2 separate regions of the Mus musculus genome follow, and region 2 is linked to region 1. Evidence: chromatin contacts called from public Hi-C data. All regions are on one chromosome and are shown on one strand. Each heading gives the region's core, a stretch centred on a gene start, on an enhancer-like site or on the middle of the called end of the contact. The rest is flanking DNA. Distances are from core to core; before and after follow the strand shown.

Region 1 (5,945 bases), core at 1,194-3,693:
ACCTGCAATGCTAGCTCCAGGTGAGCTGATGATTTGTCTGGATCACACAGATACCTGTGCCACACAGACACCTGTGCCACATAGACACCTGTGCCACACAGACACCTGTGCCACACAGACACCTGTGCCACATAGAAACCTGTGCCACATAGACACCTGTGCCACACAGACACCTGTGCCACATAGAAACCTGTGCCACATAGAAACCTGTGCCACATAGACACCTGCGCCACATAGACACCTGCACCACACAGACACCTGCACCACACAGACATCTTCACCATACAGATACCTGTGCCACACAGACACCTGCACCATACAGACACCTTCACCACACAGACACCTGTGCCACACAGACACCTGTGCCACACAGACACCTGTGCCACACAGACACCTTTACCACACAGACACCTGCGCCACACAGACACCTTTACCACACAGACACCTGTGCCACACAGACAACTGCGCCACACAGAGATCTGTGCTACACAGGTACCTGCAACGCTTAGACACAGGTGCCTGTGTAGCACAGGCACCTGTAACACTCAGACACACACACACACACACACACACACACACACACACACACACACACACAGAGTGAGAGAGAGAATTTAAAATAAATCTTTTAAATAAAAGAAAGGCAGGTCTCTTTGGATCCAGATGAGAGGAAGCACAGGGAAGGGGTTGACACGATAATGAAGCACGACTGAAATGCTGCAGCCAAGCCTAAGAGGGCAGGCATTGCCGCAGCCACCAGAGGCAGGGGCCAGGCAAAGGATTTCTGTGGAGTGTGGCCTTGGCAACCACATCTGAATGTCAGACCTCTTGCAGCAAGGACTGTGAAGGAACAAATCCCTGACATTGGTTTCTGTTGCCACAGACATAGGAGCCTAGTCTACCTGCTTCCCACACAGGCTTCTGTTTTAGGTATATCCCATGGGATCATTTGGAGCTTGAAGTTTAACTAGATACTTCTTGCTGATGAACAGTCTTCAACTTGTGTTCTAGTAGTATATCCCATTGCCTCTACCTTTGTAACAGTCTTATTTATGTGCCTTTGACAATGGGACTGCCCCACCTTGCAGACTGTAGAGTTTTCCCCATCCCACCTAGTCCTCAGAGGAAAGACAAACACTTTATACTTTGTTGTTTCACCAGAGCTTTCAGGCTTTGTATTTATATCATCAGGGAAAAGAATCATTTTATATACTATATAGCAATGTGCTAAATAGTAACAAGGACACAGTTCTTGCCCTCTCCCCCTCCCCCTCCCTCTGTCCCCCCCACCCCCACTCTCTCTCACAGAGGTCTGTGTTTGTCACTTTCTGTCACTCAGCGCTTGGCTTTGTTAGTTATCCAATGAGTTCCAGGTCCAACTGTCCGCTGAGGTTACAGATACCCCCACCTGCAGGAATGCTAAAGATCCCAACGACCACTCTGTTGAGTCATTTCCCAGGCCCGTAGGTTACAATTTCTAATGTCCCATAAATAATAACAACCATCGTTGTCTTCCATCTATAGGAAGCCTCTGAACTCTAGATGGCAAAACGGTCTCTACAATTTAATGATATAGCTTTAAGGTTGATTACAGGGCTCTTTAAGGTCACTTAAAGACTCTCTAATATACAGTGTGGGGGGGGGCACCTGTGTTTCCCTCAACAACATCCCACTGAGAGGGTTTTTTATAACTTCATAAGTGGAACGCTGAGCGGAGGGTTAAGTACCAAAATAAAACTGCATGCTCACTACCTGATTGATCCCTGGCCTTTCAAAGTTGTATTTCCACTTGAACTCAGTAGTGAGACCCCCGAACTCTAAAATAGGTTTAAGTCAAAACTCACTTGGGAGCTACCTAGCCCCAGGCTGTCATTCCTGGCCCATGGAGGCACTTTGCCCAAAGAATAAAGACGCTCAAATGCTCGCAAACGGTCATCAGTGGGAGGCCTCTCCAGAAAAATAACCTCCCTTGAGCCGGATAAGGATTTATGAGCTGTGAACCAACACTGCGGGTCTCACTGTCGCTCTAATTCCATCCACAGCGATGATCACACAGGCCGGACAATGCGCTGTGGCTGAAATAATCGAGCGGATTGAAGACTTCATCCAGACCCAATATAAATTCATGGTTCTCTGGAGAGAACCTCAGCTACGATCTCGAAATTCCTGTCCGCTCTATGGAGCGATCTGAGTGTAGCCGAGACCCCCAGAGGAGGGAACAAGCAGATGAGATTGACTTTTGTGCCCAGCGCGTGGGGACCAGGCCGGTCTCCCGTGGCCTCCAGCTGTCCGGGCCTGCCCTTGGGCTGCGGGCGCCTCCCGGGGGCGTCGCGGCCGCCGCGGGGCTTGGGGTTCGGGGCGCCGGGTCGGGGCGCGCGGGCTTCCCCCACCCCCGGAGGCGACCCCACCTCCCGCCCCCGCTGTGCGCGCGCGCGTGGGTCCGTCCGTCTGTCTGCTCTCTCTCGACGTCAGTGGGAATTTCCAGCCAGGAAGTGAGAGAGTGAGCGAGAGAGGACGAGAGAGAAGTACCGAGGCGAGCCGGGCAGGAAGAGGAGGTTTCGCCACCCGAGCAGCCCGGCTGCGCGCTGACGGCTTCCCGTGCCCTGCGCGCCCCCGGCCTGCCGCCGCCGCCGCCGCCGCCGCCGCCCTCGGCCTGCTCGCGGGCCGGCTCTAGCAGCGCAGGCCGGAGCTCAGGGCCCCGCCGCGCCCGGCCCGCCCCGCGCTTCTCCGCCCGCGCCGCAGCCATGGCGCGCCGCTGAGCCGCCCGCCCGCCCGCCCGCGCCCCGACCCGGCTCGGGCTCCCGCCGGTCCGCGCCGCTCCGCAGCGGGAGCCCGCAGGCGAGGAGAGGCCGCGCCGCATCTCCAGGGTAAGCCCCGGGGCAGGTAGAGGAACGGAGCCGCCAGCTCTCCGCACCACGGTGCAGCGGGTCCCACTGGCTCGAAGCTCCCGGGGTTCGGGGGGGGACTAGGGGAGAGCCCCAAGCAGGAGTCGCGGATCGAGCGGCCCCGGCTGCGGGGAAAGGGCACATCCGCACTGGGCGGCCCCGAGGCCTTGCGGGCCGGCTGGCGGGGCCCTCGGCGTCTCCGCGGGCGGGAACGGGAAGCGGAGAGGAACTCTTGCAAAGTTTTAGAAAGATGTACCCAAGCCCCTGCGGCGGGGTTGGGGTGGGGTGGTGGCGGCCAGGCTGAGGTCCGCCACCGGCCTAGGACAGATAGAAAGGTGCTTGGTGCAGTGCACAGCCAGATTTCACCAAAGGGCGGTCAGTGAAATGAAAGCAGAAGTGCCTGTCAGTCCTCCTGGCTGGCAAAGCCCTTCCCAGCTCCTAAGAATCAGTCCCTCGGGAGAACCTGGGGCCCACTTACCAATCTGAGATAGACACCCCCCCCTCCCCATACACACACATATCATGCATTCAGCTGCCAAATCTCAACTTTGATTTTCAAAATAATAAGGAGGGCCTCACACCGATTCTCCAGGGCTGGCATTTGAGAGAGAAATTACCTACTAATAGCACCTTTCAGACTTTTGATTACGGGGAAACTCTAGGATAATGGCACCATGTTTTGTGCCTGACCTCCAAAACAGAAAACGATACAAACATGACGCCTCTGCTACATGTAGGCTTCCTTCGGTCTTCTGAGACAGACACCAATCTTGGCTCTGTTTATGGGTCGAGTCTAAAACTTAAGTGGGACAAATGATAAAAAGATTTCATCATCTAGATTTAATCTGTTTTGTTTTTTTAATGAACTTTTAAAAGTAAAGGCCAACACTGCAGCTTTCTAAGTAAGCATATTTAACTAAAATTTTTGTTGTTTTAGGGCTGAGAACAACTTGTGGTGTTTATTAACATTTGATGGCTATGGCATCAAATACTGGGGCTCAGACTGGTGGTTAGTACTAAAGATGGAGATGGTGATAGAGTTGGGTGGCTTTCTAGAGGACTCTTCAGCTGATTGTTCTTGGGTGGCAAAAAAAAAATGCATTAATGTTCGTCAGACCTTAAAAAGAGAAACTTGATTAAAGTAAGGTCCTTGCTGAAGTGGGTTTTTTTCCCCCTGATTTTAATATTGCGCTTTCTAGAGATGGAACCTCTTGCTGTTTGATGCACGAAAAAAATATGTAAATTATTTACATCGAAGTCCTTTGCTTTGCATATGAACTTGAGAGGCCTGGAATTTAAAAAGCTGTGCTTCCTGTTGCATTTAACATTTCTCACCCCACTGGATGACTACAAGAACACACATATTGATGGGAATGTGAACTCGGCAACTCTGGTCCCTGTTGATACTTCTGGGAGTCTCTTGCTAGCTTAGAGAAAATGTCTTCTTGGCTTAAGACACTGAGTAAACTTGAACACAAAAGAAGGCTTCTCTGTACACTTAATGCTGGCACTAAAATACTACACTTGCTGGGAAACGCTAACCACTTCAAAACCAAAAGACTTTTAAAGAAAGTTGTTTAATCCTGTTAAAGGTTGGTGGCACCCTGATTATCTCTGTTATCTCTTATCTCTGTTCAGAAATTCAGTTGCCTCTTGCTTGCCACAGATGGCAATTACCTGAGCTGAGGAGGTTGTAAATGTCCCTGGGTTTGAAAGCCAGTTAGTAAATACTAGAGTATACATACAGAAAACAGTCCTTCCCTTTTGTAAGCACTGCTTTGATCTTTCTGCTTCCATTTTGACTTCTGCCCCTTAAAAGTAGCTCAGCCAGGCTGACTGAGCTGCAGTGAGTTGGAAGGGAGCCGCATCAGATTCACTGGTGCTGTTCCTTTTCATGGTCCTTCCGGTGAATCGAGGCTGAGTGGAGAAGCTAGTATTTCTGTGGGCTGTCTTCACGACTCGCAGACTTCCAGATAACTGATGAAGTAAGCCTCTTCGTTGACGTTCAGGGATTGCTCATTGCGGTAGAGAGGTCTAGAGAAAGACTTGGCAACCACATGGACTGTGGATTATCATTCATTCAATCAGCAAGCCATGGTTTCGCCTAATTTATTTATGAGGTATTCCCCTGCTCTGAAGAGGGGGAGAGTTCTGGCTTCTACGGAGAAGTGACCATTTATAACCTTTAATTAATTTGAGCTTGGGCGAAGAAAATAAAGTCGCTGGCGTTTTAAAATAATAAGCTAAAATAATTATTCCCGAGTTGCTATGTGGATTCATTGCTTAGCCACACTGAGGATCAAACCCGGGGCCTCGTGACTGTTCCATTATACTTCGATATACCTGTAGCCTTGCTGTCAGGATTTTTAGAGAATGTATTCAAAATGCCTTTTCTCCCCCTTCATCTAGCAGAGTGTACTGCTGGATGCCGCGTTCTAGGTCCAGAGCTACTGTGTTAGAAAGTGTCCGTGGAACGCACTAGTTGAATCAAATAGAGTATGCCCTGTGTCCTGTGTGTTCTTCTTGCGTGGCAGACTGAGGAGGAGCCCTGTCCAGGACATTGAATGTATGTGAATGGGTATCTGTGGGAAAGTTCTCATGGACCTGTCCTCTGGAAGGAAGTTGTTTTGTTTGGATGGCATGCCAACTTTCTGCTTACAACAAGAATTATATAAGGTAGTGTGGCTGTGTTAGAAGAAAAGGCCCAGGAGAAGGTCAAATAGGATTTTAGTGCTAGAAGACTCTACCGTACTTTGTGCCTGCCTTTCTGTCTGACTAGAGCTGATGGACTACCTGGGCGCTTTCGTCTGCCTCTGGTGATTGTGACTTGCGCTTGTGTACCTCTCGTCAGTACTGAAACTGATTGTCGTGTTAGAGGTGAGCAGGTCCAAGAGTAAGAACAGATGTATCCTAGCAGATGCCTTCTGTTAGAGCACAGAGATTTGAGGCTGTTAGCCAAATGCAGGCACTCAGCCTCAGGGGGAATGCTTGGAAGAAGGGCAGTCTTGGAAGGTCTGGGGAGAGGCTTGAAAACCACATAGTTTGGTAGAGTTAATAGCT
Region 2 (5,945 bases), core at 2,454-4,953, 1.0 Mb before region 1:
CAAGATCATCTATACTTTTTTCATTGCAATGTCTCCAGCCTAGGGAATTTTTAAAAATGATTTTCTTCCAAGATAACTGTGACAAAAGAGTCCCCGATTTTTAAGACCAGGAAAAACAATAACAACAACAACAACAACAACAACAAATTGTTGAGCAACAGGAGCATATTTGCGTAATGCACCGGCAGTGCCTATAGCATGCTGGGCTCTAGTTTCCTCCCAATGCTACGTTACACAATGTTCATAAATCCCTTCCTATGTACTAATTCAAAATTATTGTGATTTATAAAGTTAGCCAAAGTTAACCTGCAATTATAAAAAGCTTCATTATTCTAGGAAAGTTAGCCTTCTGAAAGGTTAACTTACACACAGATACTCTTGAGATTACAATTTTCACCTTGGGGAAATTAACCAGAAAAAGGAAGCCTGAGTCTTCTAGAAGGAGTTCACCCAATATCAGCTGATTTACTCTCACTCACCTTCCAGACTCAAGAACAAGGCCTTCCCTAGCCATGATTTATTCAAACAGAAGGAGCGAAAACAAAGTTGCTCTTGGTGGAACCCTGGGCCTTCCTGTGGCTGTAGCTGAAAGGGGGCTTTTATTCCTGGGGCTGTTATGAAATGGCAATTCTTCCAACTTGACAATCACCCATAAATAATAGAATACAAGCAACACAATCCTTCCACAATGGGGGCCAGCAGGCTTCTGAAACAGTTGTGCTGTGATGTATATTTCATATAAACACCTGAAGCACAAAGAACCAATGGGGAGGCACCTCAGTCCGTCCTACAGACCCAGGTTGTTCTGGAGTTTGGAGAAAATATTTCAAAATATGGTCAACTCAAGCAGTAGTTACAAAATAATAATAATAATAATAATAACAAGAACAACAGCAATGGCCCTGCCTGGCAACACAGAAGCTAAAGCATTTACGAATGCAGTCTGCCAGGACATTTGGAATGGTTCTTGTTGTACATCTTTCCTAAAGATGCCAAGCCCCCCTCCCCCTTTAACAATGAGAATATGGATTTCTGATATGCTGATTCTCTTCTCTTTGTAGTTTACCTAAGGTTGTTTACTGACCATAACAACTGAGGGATCAGGTCCTCTAATGTGTAACTGAATCCTGGGTGTATAAACACACACACACACACAAACAGAGAGAGAGAGAGAGAGAGAGAGAGAGAGAGAGAGAGGGAGGGAGGGAGAGAGAGAGGGAGAGAGAGAGGGAGAGAGGGAGAGACAAAGACAAAGACATATTGACATAGAAATAATATATGTAAAGCCTATTTTTAAATAAATAAAAAAGATCATGGTACTCATTTACGCCTAATGCTACAACATTCCATACAAAAGGGTCAGTATACAAAGATTCTTTGACTACGAACAGTTAGGAAAACTCACTTGGCATGTTACCTAACACCTACTTCAGATGAAGGGAGACATAGGATGTAGTGTTAACTGTGGCAGTCCTCACTGTTGTGTTTACAGCAGTAAGAAGAAAAGTGTCCCATGATTAACTTCCTGTTTTTCTACATAGAAGTCTACTGCCCACTGCCAAGATTTTTTTAATCCTTAATCATTAACACAATGCATCAAAAATAAAAACAAAGCTTAAGCTCTAAACATGATTTCTCAGTAGTCAGTAATAATTAATATGCCCTATTTTAATATTAATTTGATTCACACAAATTTTAATAGTCATTGCAGAAAAGGACTTTTCTCTGAAGAATGAAATAGGCCATATAAATTCCACTTAAAAATAATAATTTGTTTGATTTGAGAATAAACTTACGTGCTGCCAAAAAAAAAAAAAAACCAAAAAAACCCCCCAAAAAACAAAAACAAAAACAAAAACAAAAACAAACAAACAAACCTGCTTGGAATAACTAATGAAAAATTTGGTGTAGTGAAAGCAGACTTTTTTTTACTCATAATCTTATAGAAAAAATCAGATATTCTTGACAAGATAAAATTTAAATATCAGCAGATTATTTGAAATTCAACATCTTAAGATTTTAACAAATGGAACAGTGAAAACTATTATCTTAATTAGTCACAGCAATAAAATAAATACCTTATCACTTCATGAATTCCTATCTTCCTTATAGCCCACGTACAGGTATAATTCCAACAGAACATGTTATGTTTTTTTGTAACTTCTGAGACCACAGTGTCACATCCTCTGCTTTGTGCTTCTAGCATGTTCCCAACACAGACATAAGCTTTCTCTTCTGTGTCCCTGAGGAAGAGAAGCCAGTTTTGTTGAGTGTTCCTATGTGAAAGGACACTAAGTAGAATGTTATGGTCTCCCTTGGTCTTTATAAGGATGCTTATCTGCTTCAGAGCTTAACCTTAGCCATTTAAAGAAGTATTTAATCATTCTAGGAATGGAAGCCACCTGCAGTCACAGAGCCATTTATGAGGTGTCTGGTCCCCAGTTCACGCTACATGTCTCCATTCCAAGGCAACCGCAACCATGGAATGCCCCTGCTTCAGGACGTTTGTGCTGATGGTGAAACTTAGGTTCTGAGTACACTCCTACCTCATCCGAGCCAGCTAGGCCATGTGGACTTCCAGGGTTCCCTTTCCACTGCAGATGGGCTTGATAACACACAGAAAGTCTCCTTAGAGCTGTCTACACTCAATTCTACCAGGACCTGACTGAGACAGATGCAGATACTTAAAGCCAGCCATTGGACTGAACCCAGGGACCCCTATGGGAAGAATTGAAGAGAAGAATTGAAAGAGCTGAAGGGGATTGCCATCCCATAGGAAGAACAACAGTACCAACTAACCAGACCCGTCAGAGTTCCCAGGAACTAAACCACCAAACAAGGTCCATGACTCCCACTACATATGTAGCAGAGGACTGCTTTGTCTGGCCTCGGTGGGAGGGGATGCTTTTGGTCCTGTGGAGGCTTGATGCCCCAGAGAAGGGGATACTAGAGGGGTGAGGTGGGAGTGGAAACACCCTCTTAGAGGCAAAGGGGAGGAGGGAAGAGGGAGGGGGACGTGCTCACGGAGAGGGGGTCCGGAAGAGGAACAACACTTAAAATGTAAATAAATAAAATAATTAATAAAAAATGAAGGTCATCCTATGTTTAAAACATCTGAATGAGACTCAACTACTAATTTTAAAAAGAAACTACCTGACTTCAGGGCTATAGGAGACAAATGGTCATCATAGGATGATGGGTTAGACAAGAGTCGCGGCAGGAAATGAGAGATCTTAAGCCATCCCAGCCCTGCGGATGCACCACAGATGCCTGAACCTGGATACAGGAGATGCAGCATCTTTGGCATGGGAACCATGTGACCATAAGAGATCCAAGGAATACACAAGCATCACCCAAAATGGAGTCCAAAAATACACAGCTGGTTGCGGTCCTGAGAAGCCTTTGATGACAAAGTGTAGAAGGTACATCTGGCTCTCCTCCCAGCCCCATGCTCCCAGAAATAAGACTCAGACTCAAGATAGATTTACCAGTACCTTGGCCAGATAGCTAGGTTCTTCTCTGACTATATCACAACTTAAAATAACCCATTTATTCTAATCTACATCCTGCCACATGGCTGACTACCTGTGCTCAGGTACCATGCATTTGTCTCCTTACATCTTCAGGTGCCTGGCTCTATCCCAGAATTCTTTCTGCTCCTCCGTGTTCCACTTTCTATTTCCTGCTCTGTGGTGGTGGCCATCAACCCTCTCAGTCTCACGTGAGCGGACTACACAGCTTCCTCCGCAGAAGCCACTAAGTAAACACCTCTAGAAGAACGATCTATTATTAGCAAAATGCTAATCTGTTAGGAGCAAAATCAGAAGTCCTCCGCGTTGCCTGGGTGCGTTAAGACATTAGCAAACATCTTGTGAGTGGCTCTAATGAGAAAAGAGGGTCAGATAACACGATACCAACCCAGCTGACAAACGAGTGTGTGAGAATGAGGGCAGAGCCTGGTCCCAACCATTGTCTTCTGTGAACACTGCATCTGGGTGGGACACTAGGGTGAGGGTGCCAGAGAAACACTAGTTAGAGACCTGGATTCACTGGGAGAGAAAGCAGAACATATCTGTACTTTTAGATGTATTAAATGCCCAAGAATGCATCCTCGATTCTATATGCAAAACTGTGACGCAATCCAGAAAGTGAAGGTAATCAGACATTTGCCAGAGTCTGTGATCTTCAACACTAATTTTGGCAGAGATTAGCGTTGACATTTCAACACATGTTGATTTTCAAGAATAAGATCTTAAAGGGGATTTCTTATTTATCACATTTTAATTAAGTACATATTACCAGACAAGTTACCAAACAATTTAATTTTCACAATAATCCATGCTGTTGGCTGTCCTATAAAGTACAGTGGCGTTGCAACACCTCTCATCATGCATTATTGAAAATGACTTAATGACACACATCTAAAAATATATGTCAAAAGAGCAGAAGGGCACGGGAGAGAAGGCTTAGTTAGCACTGTGTTTGCCTTGAACCCAAAACTCCAGAACCCAAACAAGAAGGAGGGGTGTGACAGCATGTGACTATAGTCACAGCTCTGGGGGAGGGGGGTGGCAGAGACAGGTGGCAGAGACAGGTGGCAGAGACAGGTGGCAGAGACAGGTGGGCAGAGACAGGTGGCAGAGACAGGTGGGCAGAGACAGGTGGGCAGAGACAGGTGGGCAGAGACAGGTGGGCAGAGACAGGTGGCAGAGACAGGTGGGCAGAGACAGGTGGCAGAGACAGGTGGCAGAGACAGGTGGCAGAGACAGGTGGGCCTAGGGTTGCTGGGCAGACTTGTCTGCTTCTTGGTTTCTGGCCAGTAAGAGCCCCTCACTTAGAGAGAGAGAGAGAGAGAGAGAGAGAGAGAGAGAGAGAGAGAGAGAGAGAGAGTGTGTGTGTGTGAAACCTGAAGCATGACACCTTAGGGTATCCTCTGACCTGCACAGGCAGCCACAGACTCCAGAGAATATAAACACTTTCACTTGATTTTTCTCTTTCTTTCTTTCTTTCTTTCTTTCTTTCTTTCTTTCTTTCTTTCTTCCTTCCTTTCTTTCTTTTTTTTGTTTTTTTGTTTGTTTGTTTGTTTGTTTTTTTTTCGAGACAGGGTTTCTCTGTGTAGCCCTGGCTATCCTGGAACTCACTTTGTAGACCAGGCTGGCCTCGAACTCATTAATCCGCCTGCCTCTGCCTCCCATAGTACTAGAATTAAAGGCGTGTGCCACCACGCCCAACTCACTTGATATTTTCACTTGAGCCACACACACATACACACGCACACGCACACACACACAAATGGAAAACCTAACACTAACTTTCAACCCATTCCTATTACTGAAAACCTCCATGCCTTGAAACCACACCTTTAGCAACGTTGACTAGTCCCTCCTTCCATAAGAAGTGCTGCACATGGCACAATGGACCTTATTTGCACTTTTCCAAAGCCTGGCTAGAAACCGCTGGTTCTTGATTCTTGTTCTCAAGTTTAACAGCTCCATTTATGAAGGCAAAACCCGAGTCCATTAAATAGCTATTGCCTCTATGTAAGATCCTGAAACTAGCCTTAAAACATAAAGATGCAGTGCTAAGAACACAGTACTCAAGCCCCATGAATTCCTTCAAGCACAGGGCTGTATTCTCTTGCTTTCTGGCATGACTATTCCAGAAGTGATCTCTTCAGTTTGCCTACAGATTCACCATATCTGTGTCTCTAACATGTTTTGTCTCCTGGAGACTTTATTTCTTCTATGCAAGGACATCATTTGACAGGAACTCCTAAGGCTTGAAGAAAAATAAAACAAGGGAAATAATTAAATTGGTTAGTTCACTGGACATGCCTTTAACTCCAATACTCAGGGGGGATAAACAGAGACGAAAGAGTTCAATTGACAGCCTTGGGTACATAAGAGCCATGCCTGAACAAACACACAAGTAAATGCGTAACAATA

Evidence for each region. A called contact is a pair of places that touch in the nucleus more often than the background predicts.
Region 2: a Hi-C map of B cells shows a contact between it and region 1, with 11 read pairs. The contact joins the enhancer-like site here to the promoter of Nfkb1 in region 1. A contact is called at or near these places in 3 of 39 promoter capture datasets (liver, neutrophils and pre-B cells), 1 of 484 Hi-C or Micro-C datasets (B cells) and 3 of 115 datasets of contacts at active chromatin or transcription factors (microglia, stem cell-derived neural progenitor cells and thymic regulatory T cells).

Annotation. Positions count from the first base shown.
Region 1 is chr3:135,688,045-135,693,989 of GRCm38.p6, reverse strand. Nfkb1 (nuclear factor of kappa light polypeptide gene enhancer in B cells 1, p105) reads left to right here and starts at 2,443. Exons shown (of 25, transcript NM_008689.2): 1 at 2,443-2,867.
Region 2 is chr3:136,698,624-136,704,568 of GRCm38.p6, reverse strand. All of the region lies in intron 1 of Ppp3ca (protein phosphatase 3, catalytic subunit, alpha isoform), which reads right to left. Among named protein-coding and RNA genes, the nearest start is that of Ppp3ca, 32 kb to the right of the region's middle. Within about 2 kb of position 3,703, at least 42 of the 459 cell types and tissues checked have an H3K27ac peak or open chromatin away from gene starts, as enhancers often do. A contact at or near this core is called in B cells, where this site is marked.